Linked DNA regions of Gossypium hirsutum: region 2 is linked to region 1. Evidence: chromatin contacts called from public Hi-C data. All regions are on one chromosome and are shown on one strand. Each heading gives the region's core, a stretch centred on a gene start, on an enhancer-like site or on the middle of the called end of the contact. The rest is flanking DNA. Distances are from core to core; before and after follow the strand shown.

Region 1 (5,261 bases), core at 1,259-3,758:
CAATTCCATCCGACCATCTTCGCTACACTCGGTTGTGAAAAAGTAAACTCATCTTACGTGACGTGTTAGAGTAATATAAACCGAGAAAGCAAAGGTCGGTAAAATAGGCCTTAAGAGGAGGTCTATGCAACTGGCCCAAGTTGTCAAAGCCCTTTTTGACCTTGAATCTAGTTCAGCATTGGCCCATTAAGAAGAGCTCACAGACGTTTGCCGTACACTTCCCCTTCAATTATCACACAAATTTCCTTTCCTCCAATTCAATCTCCTTGTTCCCAGAATCAATGAGAAAATGGGAAAAACGAAATGGCAAATTACTACAATGTCGATGAATTTCTAACAGTGGAAGAGGTTGATTTAAAAATTCTCACATCCCGCATCTTGAAAATTTCATTTTTTCCCTCTTTGAACTCATTGCAGTATGTTCCAGTTGTTTTTCATGAAGCAGCCAATGGAGCAGTTCCGGAACAAACTCCATAAGTTTTTGTTAAATTACTTGATCTCCTCAGGAGTAAAATTAGAATTGCCATTGTGGCTTTGCTCAAGAAGGCAAGCCATATCCATAAGCGTTCCTCCTGACTGTTTCAATAAAAAGTATAATTTTTCCCTCTATATAGCTCTCAAAAGTTTGGTGGTTATATGTTTGATTTTTTTCTCAATGAAAGTCTGTTCCACTTTATTCAAAGCAAAAAATGGTTACTTGCAGTCGGAGAATGATTGTTATTGAACGTGTGATTTTAATGTCTTGCTGATTTATACATTTGCTCGCCAAAAAAATTGTGTGTGCGTGTTATTGACAATCATTTTCTTTTTTGTAACAGCAGAAGAAGGCTAATTGTGAGGGTCCTCTTATTTGTTTAAAGCTTATTCCTTTAGATGTTTATGCATCTTGAGTGTAGTGTCGGAAGCAGCTCGATCTTGAGAAGTGGAGGATGGGTTTTGAAGCTTGGAAGGAAGAGGAAGCCAATGGGATCACTGCTATTCTGACCTCAACATCACTCTCATTGTCGCTTGCATTGCATGATGGTAACATATTCAACGTTGACTGCTTCCGACTGAAACTGTGTGAAAAATATGTTCATAACTGATATTCATACATTTCTCTACTTGTATCTATATAACCCTTGTATTGATATGACCAAGTGTAATTGCTTAATAACTTGAATATTTAGAACATCATAATTATATCTAATCATATATTACTTTCATATTGCATACAACAAGTACTTGATAAGAAAAAATAATTGTTGAACTGATTATTATTATTATAATATATTTCCAAAATTTCAAATACATTTTAAGAGCTTTAGAGTGAGTGCTTTCAAAATTGCGGGTTTCTACTAAATTGTTTGGTTGTAATGAAATTGAAAAAGTTGACTAAAAGATCTTAAATGATTTTGAAAAAGAAAATACCGACAATAAGAAGTTAATGTGACAACTGTTAGCTGTTTCTTTCGATCTGTCGTGTTTTGTGTGTAGGTGTTAGATTTTATGAGTCCTGTAAATATGTTAAAAATTTAAATAAAGATAAGATATGAATTTATTGACTAACAACTTTGAATTTACAATAATAATAAAAAAAGATATGTTGCACAAAGCATGAAAAAAGAAATATAAAAAAGCGAAAGGATAATAATTCCCAGCAACGGTATATCCCTCCAAAAAGAAGACCAAAGACATGACAAATTATATTCTATAAATCTGAAATTAAAAAGTTTTCAATTTGATTTTAATATAAATCCTTTCTTTACTTGCCTAAGATAGAGACACAGAAGAGTGATAACTGTAAACATCACCATTTTCCCTGCATTGTGATTGGAGTAGAATAAACCCTTTACTTTTCACATTTGACTTTTGGCAGTCCCACCATAGTAAAATAAATTAAATTTTGTTCATTTAATTTAGAAAAAGTTATAAAATGATCCTTAAATTATTTAAAATTTTTTATTTAAATTATTCAGTTGTTAAAATCGTTGTTGTATGACTTTTTTATTCATACTGTTTATACTAATTGAAAGCTCTTATTCTCCCTCTTTTTTACAATTCAATTTTTTTTTGAAACATCTTTAAACCTTATAAATTTACGAATCAAAATCTTAACAACTTTATTCTTTAATCTCCAACAGTAACTATGAGATCGACTTGGATCTAAGAAATATTTTTTTACTTGTCATTGGATATTGATCTATCTTATCATTTATCGAATTATCATTTGGAGCTCATTAGTCAAATTTAATATATATATATATATCAACTCAATAACTCAAATAAAAAATTTTAAATAATTTACTGATTTAAATAAAAATTTTCAAATAAATTATTAACTATGTTATAATTTTTAAAATTAACCAAAATATAATTTTATTAATAATTTAATTATCTTATGTGCAATTTCCCCTAGAGATAAAATGATCCTTTCAGACGTAAAAAACTATGCTCATGCAATAAAATACAGGCAGCTCGGGGTCCACATGTTTAACTATGTGAGTGCGACCCGCTTTCACATATTGGTCCCATCCCATCACATCCCCTGAAGTGTCGTAAACCATCTTTACTGGAAATGAAACTCATCATCGTCTTCAAGAAGTTGAAACAGCAAGAAACCTGCACTTAAAAAACTAAACAAAATCAGACAGTCTAGATTTGCTGGTTCCCAGTTGTATATTTGGGAATTGTAAGAAAAAACAAATGTCCAAACAAACTTACAGGGTTTGTTTCTGCTTCCAGAGGAGGTTTAGGCTGGCAGTTTCAGAGGCACCAGAGGATATCAAGAAACTGTTCGAACAATACTCCGAGAATGGGATAATGACCATTGATGGGCTGCAGAGGTTCTTGGTCGAGGTTCAGAAAGAAGATAAGGCTACCAGAGAAGATGCTCAGAAGATTATTGATAGTGTTAAACATTTTCATAGAAAGGGTGTAAACCTCGAAGCTTTTTTTAAGTACCTCTTTGGTGATATTAATCCTCCTCTTGCTTCTCTTGGGGTAATCATATTTCTCTCTCTCTTTGGATTGCCCTTTGTCCTTTTTAGGTTTATTAATTGGGCTTTGAATGCTTCCGTCCAAATTAGTTGATTTGTGTTTTTGTTTGGATGCTGTGAAAATTTTGGGAGCAAAGTGGAACATTTTTATACGTGATTTGAAGTTTGTTCCCTCTTTGAGTTTTCACCTTTACTAAAAAAGGATAATTTGCTTACCCTTATTGTTTCTAGTTGGAAACTTTGGTGTTGGGTTCTATGGGATTTAAATGAAACTAATACCTATTTTCAGCTCAGCAAGCTGTAATGTCTAGTGACTGGATTAGTAGCTTTGAAGAAGGTCCTGTGATGATACCGATCCGTGCGAAAAGTTGGGGCCAACTCACTTTCTTGTTTGATTGCTAAAGCAAATTGTTTTAGTTTTCTTCTTTTTGTGCTATCATGTTCATTTGTTTTATTTCAGGTTCACCATGATATGAGTGCTCCTTTGTCACATTATTTCATATATACTGGTCACAATTCTTACCTTACTGGGAACCAACTCAGTAGTGAGTGCAGTGATGTCCCCATCATAAATGCTCTTAAGAGAGGTGTGCGGGTGATAGAATTGGATATATGGCCGAATTCGACGAAAGATGATGTCGATGTTCTTCATGGAGGGTATGTTCTTCAACTGCAAAGAGTTACTTGAATGGATCTATCCTTGATAATTTTACGCAACTTGTCATACTTACATTGCAATATTTTGGTATGTTTCGAAGGAGCAGTCCATGTCTGTCCCCCGCTTCCGAGAGAATAACAAATGTTTCCTTCATGTAGGACATTGACTACTCCGGTGGAACTCATCAAGTGTTTGAGGTCTATTAAAGAGTATGCTTTTGTAGCCTCAGAATATCCGGTTGTCATAACTCTGGAAGATCACCTTACGCCAAAGCTTCAGGCTAAAGTTGCTGAGGTAAGTCTCAGTCCTTCTGATGTGGATTTAATTGTCTGATATTCCGATAATTTACGCTTCTATGACTAACTTCTAGATGGTCACTCAAACATTTGGAGAGATCTTGTTTTCTCCTGGCCCGGAATGCTTCAAAGAGTTCCCCTGTCCAGAATCATTGAAGAGACGCATAATCATATCTACAAAACCGCCAAAGGAATACTTGGAGGCGAAAGAAGTTAAGGATAAAGAGGATGATTCACAACGGGGTAAGGCCAGTGATGAAGAAGCTTGGGGAAATGAAGTTCCGGACCTTAAAGGCAGTCATGTAGCCAATTACAAGGTGTCTGGTGATACAAATTGCGGTTTACTAGCTGTTTCAATAGAATTTACATTTTCTTCATGATTTCTCTTATGACAGAATGATTTCGATGAAGAAGATGAGGAAGATACAGATGATGGAGAAAAGTCGCAGCATTCTCTAGCCCCAGAATATAAACATTTAATCGGCATTCTTGCCGGGAAGCCCAAGGGTGGATTTGATTCGTGGCTAAGGGTGGATCCTGATAAAGTGACACGTCTTAGCATGAGTGAGCAAAAATTTGAAAAGGCTGTAGTAACTCATGGAAAACAAATTGTAAGGTATTTGGCAAAGGATTTAGCAATTTTGATTTATGAGAGATCATCCCGAGGTTATTTGCACAATGAATTCGTATCTGTCTGGATTCATGAGCTTTTACTTCCTCACTACTTAACAAATCATTGAATGGTTTGATCTATTGTATTCAAAATTTTTTTCTTTTTTGATTTAAGCTTTGTTTCATGTGTTAGTAAGCTAGTATTGATATGGTGTTATACTCTAATTGCCTGAAATGTGCATTATAACTTTTGATTTCATATTCTGCTTATACTGCTACAGGTTTACGCGGCAGAATGTTCTTCGGGTGTATCCGAAGAGTACTCGTTTTGACTCGTCGAATTACAACCCACTAATTGGCTGGATGCATGGAGTTCAAATGGTTGCATTTAATATGCAGGTTTACACACCACTCCCTTTTTGTTCCTGCTTTGCAGTTTATTGTCCCGATGACAAAAAATTATGAGTGACAAAGATGTATGATACCAGCATAGAGTGTTCTTATTTGGTTAATGAGCAATTGCTCAAATAAAGTTCCATTTCATGTTTGATCCGGCAATTAGAACATGAAAAGCTGCTTCAGGGCCTATTTTGTTCTTTGTTCTGTCATGTAAGACATGATAGCCAGATGGATATTAGAAGGAAATTGTATGAATGCTTTATTTAGTTGATGTTGTTCCTAATTTCCTTTGAAAAATATTGAGATTCTTATCTGTTG
Region 2 (5,261 bases), core at 1,823-4,322, 590 kb after region 1:
GCACACGGGAGTGTGGCATGGCCGTGTGCACAAGTCAGAGAGTTACATGGGGTCAAACACAGCCTGTAGCACAGGCGTGTCCCTTGGACCACACGGGCGTGTGTGCCCTGTACCTTGGAAAATTTTTGAAATTTCTCAAAAAATTTTTAGAGCTCCCGATTAAGTCCCTACTCGATTCTTATGTTCGTATTGGGCCTCCAAGGTCCAATCAATGGACGTTTTGAATGATTTCGGTTAATGTATAGGAATTTACAAAATTATTTGTAAAATGTTCTAAAAGTTCCAATAATACTTTGAGACCCTGTTTCGACAGTGAATACGAGTTAGAGGTGTTACATGACCGCTCGGATCATCAAATTGGTGGCTCAAGTTCTCCATCCCGTAAAACCCGAAATGGGTGTGGGTTTCTTCCTTTTTGATTCTCTTTCTTTTTTAGTTTTTTTTTTTACTTCTCTCTTTTGATGCAAGCCAATTGGGATTATTGTTTTTTTTTTTGCTAGCTTGATTTTGGATTCTTGTTATTTGTTATTTTTGTTTTTGGTTTAGATTTCACAGGTCTAAAATGTTAGAGGTTGGGATTTGGCAGTTATGGTGGAGTCTTGGCAAATGAGTGAGAGTGAGTGATGCTGGTGTGGTGATTAAATGATAGTGGACTTATGGAGGTGGCTAATGTCGAGGGTGGTGGTGAATGAGCCAATAGGGATGAAGAAAAATGTTGAAAAAGCCCCTTAAATTTCTCTTTCTATTTTTGTTGTTTAATGGTGGCATGTAAGAGGGATGATAGGAAAATGTCCAATGTGGCAAGTTAACTAGTGACGTCAACTAGTTAACTGCCATGTCACCTATCCGATTAGGCCTGTAACAAAAAATGTTAATAAGTGACTGATTTGTCACTTTTCAATAATATTAGTGACCGATTTATTATTTTTTGAAAGTTGAGTGACTGAATTTAAAATTGAGTGATTATTTTATCATTAAAATCAAAGTTGAGTAACTATTGGTATAATTTACCCTTATTTTTAATACTTGTCCTACCATATTTGGACCTGAAGATCTCAAGGACCGCTTGCTTTCCTATCTAGTACCTACAATCCATTGCAGCTTCTAACCAAGCTAGACCTCAAAGCACATTCAAAATTGTTCTAAATTGCACCAAAATGGTTATAAGAAAAGGAGTTCTTGTATTCTTAATCTTGTAACAGATAAAAACCGAATCATTTTTCTAAATCATACATTAATCTCTAGGACTGAATCAATCATGACAATCAAAGTCAAGTTCGGTAAATGATAAGTGCAAATAGCAATTCATTCCACGTATCAGGCAATCCAGGCAGACACCAATCCAAACAATCTGCATACCTTGCTGGATCAGATTTTTGTTCTTGCGTCAGCAACTTACCACCAGGAGCTGCATAGATTGATGTATGTGCATCTTTCCGGTATTCGGATAGCCTCGTTATGTTGAAGAAGTGAAGGGGTATTTTCATGGATTGAATGACATTCACCGTGGTTATGAAAAGCTGCCGATTGGTACCCACATCAATTCTCGATATGTTCGGAAACGGAGATGTCTCGTTCCAACACTTGATCCTATTCGTGCTATTCCAATCAGAGCGCCTGTTTTAATCTGCATACACGAAATGTGTTAAAGTATCTGTTTAGAACCATCTAACTGAGAAGTTTTCAAGTGTTCGCTAGTTTATACTTCATATGTGTAGGACTCATACTGCTGAAGAACACTGAAGTTCTATTAGAATCAACATTTTCTTCCACCCATTTAGCCCATGATTTCAAAGCCCTCTCATATGCTACATTCTGATCAACGTCGACAGAATCCGTTGCCCCATTACTGAAAATTCGCTGCCTTTTCGGTCAGTTTTGAAGGAAGAATTGAGTGAAATTTTCTAGTATTTCAGAACCGTATGTACTAAAGAATGTAAAAAAGCCAACAAATGTAAGAACTTACAGAGCTTTCATGGTGGGGTACCTCCACCAAATATATGTATTAAAGATGAGATAATCCACATTTTTCCAGTTATCCCCGTGTTTTGAGATTGATTCAAGCTTGACTACAGGAACCACTGTGCCATACCTCATTGTTGGAGGGTCTACATTGGATTCAACCAGAAATGGTGCCCAGTAAAACTCCAGTGTAGCATTGTAATCCTACACAGTTCAAACAAATTCTTTCATTTTTTTTTTCTCTTAGTTATTTGAATGAAATCAATCAATGAGTTAAAATATTGTAGAAACAGCAGCAAGCAATTACCTTCATTTTAAAGACAGTGGTATAGCTTGCATAACTAAAGCTCTTCTTCTCTGGTGGGATAATAGATTGAACCATACAAACCATAGATAGCATCTGGTTCAAATTTATGAAGTCCCCAACAAACATTAGCCTCTTTCCTCTAAGTTTCTCCAGCAATAAATTTGCCTCAAACCTTAACCCAAAATTTTTAACTATTCAAGGGTTTATGGAGTAGCATATCGTTTCAAAATATGCAAGGAACAAGGTACTTGAAGAAAAATGGAAGACTAAAAGAATGAATCTGAAAAGAATTACCAAGTACTTAGAGAAAGAAAGTACTTACTTGGGCAAAGAGCAGTCTCTGGGCTGCCATCTCCATTTCTGGTATAAAGATTCAGGCCTTCCATTCTTCAAGCAAGTTACCATGTCAGTAAGGAACTCACAGTCATCTTCTTTGTATAAAGGGTGTGATGACCCATTATCAAAAACCCATTCTCCTGTGAAGATATCACACTCTTCTAATGGCGAAACAATCCTTTCATAGTCACCATCGTCAGCTTTGTTTGTTTCTTGAAGTTGAACATAGGTTGAGTTTGAAGATTCCTGGAAGGGGTGTTGGTGTTTGAAATCTGGGAATGGAATGGTTTTCATGTATTGATTGTAACAAAAGAATCCAAAGAACAAAGTTGAAAAAGTTACTATGGTTAGCATGGGGAAGTAATTGCATCTTTGGGTCTTATCAAAAGGTCTCATTGTTACTGATTCCCTATCACTCTATCAGAGACTGAATTTCTGTTCTTGGGAGTTTTATATTTTTCTTTATCTGTTTTTAACTTCTTTTCTAATAGGTATAAGTCAACCTCCCATTTTTTAACTAACAACAGCTTCTGTTACTGTTTCTTTTTCCTTCTTTTTTTTTAGGGGTAAGAATAAGTACAGGATCGAATTTAGAATGCCTGTACTTTTTACCACCCACAATTTTTTCTTACCTTGCTTGATGTGTTTTAACCAGTACTGTTGATATTTACTGGTTTATCCATTAAATTAATTTTCGTTGGTTTCATTAAAAATGTGGCAAATCAAACAACCAACTAATTTTTACGATTAGACACGCTAATGTTGTCACTGTATGGGTGCTGATCCGGATTAGGTGCCCCCGGTTGCTGTTTTCGATCGGGCTGGGGTGGCTCCCAGTCTTCCCTCTCTTATGGAGTCTTGGTCTGATTATTAAGCAAGGCTTTCAATGAAAACGAAAGTCGATTAGTAACAGGGATTTATGCTTTAATATGTTCATTAGTGGCTAATGTCTAATGGCGTGTTTTACAATACTTAAAAAAAATACTTTTAACTCTAAAAGTACTTTTAAAGCTAAATAAATTGTTTTTCTAAAATTTTTAACTTTTTAAAAGTGTTTTTGAAAAATACTTTTGAAAATGAGAAAGTAAAACTTTTAGTTTTTTTTTCCAAAAGCACTTTTAGTACTTAATTATTTTTTCACTCATCCAATAACATAATACTTATTTTTTTTTTCTTGGTACTTAATTACAAATGTATTAAAATTATTAATTAAAAATAAAAAATATTTTTTAAAATACTAATTACAAATATTTAATAGTTATATTTAAATATTTAAAATATAGTTTATATATTTTAATTAAATTTTATAAATAATTAATATTTATTGCTTAAAAATATTTAAAATTTATATTTTATATTTTATATATTAAAATATTAACAACAAGTTATAATAATTTCTTTTATATTTTTACTAAAATATAATAATATTAACTAATTTAAATATTATTTAAATACATATTTTCTCAAAATATTTTTTTACAGTAATGTTAAACATACAAATTTTAAATTAAACTTTTAAAAATTATTTTTCAAAAGTAGTTGATAAAAACATTTTTAAAAAGCATTTTCAAACTAACAGTGGATGGTGATGGTTCCCTTTTTTTTCTAGTTTAAGGGGTTTGACATCATATGTTTGAGATCTTGATGATTGGCAACCATTGTGTTTGACAATACGCCATTGTTGCTCTATCTCTAATTACTTTTCTTCTTCGAAAAGAAATGTCTTTTTGTCATGTTTGAGCTGTTGAGTGGACAACAATTAATGGATTTCAATTTCTTTTAAGTTTGAACCTTTAGAATGACTAAATTAGATTCGTTATCATGTTATGTTTTGTTTAAACAATTATTTTTAGTAAACAAACAAGGAAAAAAGGTTAAGAAAGAATGAAAAGTCAGCAAATAAATAGATTATTTTAATGATTGTGCTTTTTGACTCTGGTTTAATCAAGTTAATGTAGATACATATACTTTTTTTACTGAGAAAGAAATTTTTTGTTTGAATTGATGGATTTCGAGGCAGCTAGAAAAAATGGGTTAAAAAATGAATATAAACCCATTATTCATATTGTTACTGAGGATAGTTTTCACATCCATAGTTGCTGATAGAGGTGTGTATGGGTCGGGTCGGGTCGGGTCGGGTCGGGCCCATAAAAAAATTTTATCTGTTTTCAAGGCTTGGGCTCGGCCCGGCTCGAAATATGGGATTAAAAATTTGTCCAAGTTCGGCTAGAGAAAAAATAGTAGGCCCGAGTCCGGCCTGGCCCGGCCCGGCCATATTAAATTTTTTTACTTTTTTTATTAAATAAAAAATTTTAAAATATAATAAATCAAATACATTTAAAAACATAAAAATAAATATTAAAACAAAAAACAAATAAAAAATAAAAAATGAGACTAAAATAATTCTTAAAATAATACATAAATTAAAAATATAATAAAAAGTAATTATATTAAAATTGAAAAATTGAAACAAATTAGAACTAAATTAAGAACCAAATTATATTAATAACAAAAGTTTTACAATATCAAAATAACATTAAAAACAACAAAAAAGAGTAAAGTCAAAGTACTAAAGCTACTTAAAATTAAAAATAAAAAAAAAATTTAAAAACAATTTAATATTAAAATCGGCCGGGCCGGGCCTAGGCCAAAAAAA

Evidence for each region. Hi-C and Micro-C count contacts between places; a contact is called where the count stands out from the background.
Region 2: a Hi-C map of leaf shows a contact between it and region 1, with 1.5 times the contacts expected there. The contact joins the promoter of LOC107957304 here to the promoter of LOC107960006 in region 1. A contact is called at or near these places in 2 of 34 Hi-C or Micro-C datasets (both in leaf).

What each region holds. Positions count from the first base shown.
Region 1 is chrA05:78,967,622-78,972,882 of Gossypium_hirsutum_v2.1, forward strand. It overlaps LOC107960006 (phosphoinositide phospholipase C 2), which reads left to right and starts at 2,509. Exons shown (of 9, transcript XM_016896202.2): 1 at 2,509-2,982; 2 at 3,439-3,635; 3 at 3,795-3,930; 4 at 4,007-4,249; 5 at 4,328-4,548; 6 at 4,826-4,943. The coding sequence starts at 2,686.
Region 2 is chrA05:79,557,091-79,562,351 of Gossypium_hirsutum_v2.1, forward strand. It overlaps LOC107957304 (protein trichome birefringence-like 30), which reads right to left and starts at 3,073. Exons shown (of 5, transcript XM_041112498.1): 1 at 2,592-3,073; 2 at 2,270-2,362; 3 at 1,967-2,166; 4 at 1,728-1,849; 5 at 1,138-1,627. The coding sequence starts at 2,627. The coding sequence ends at 1,623.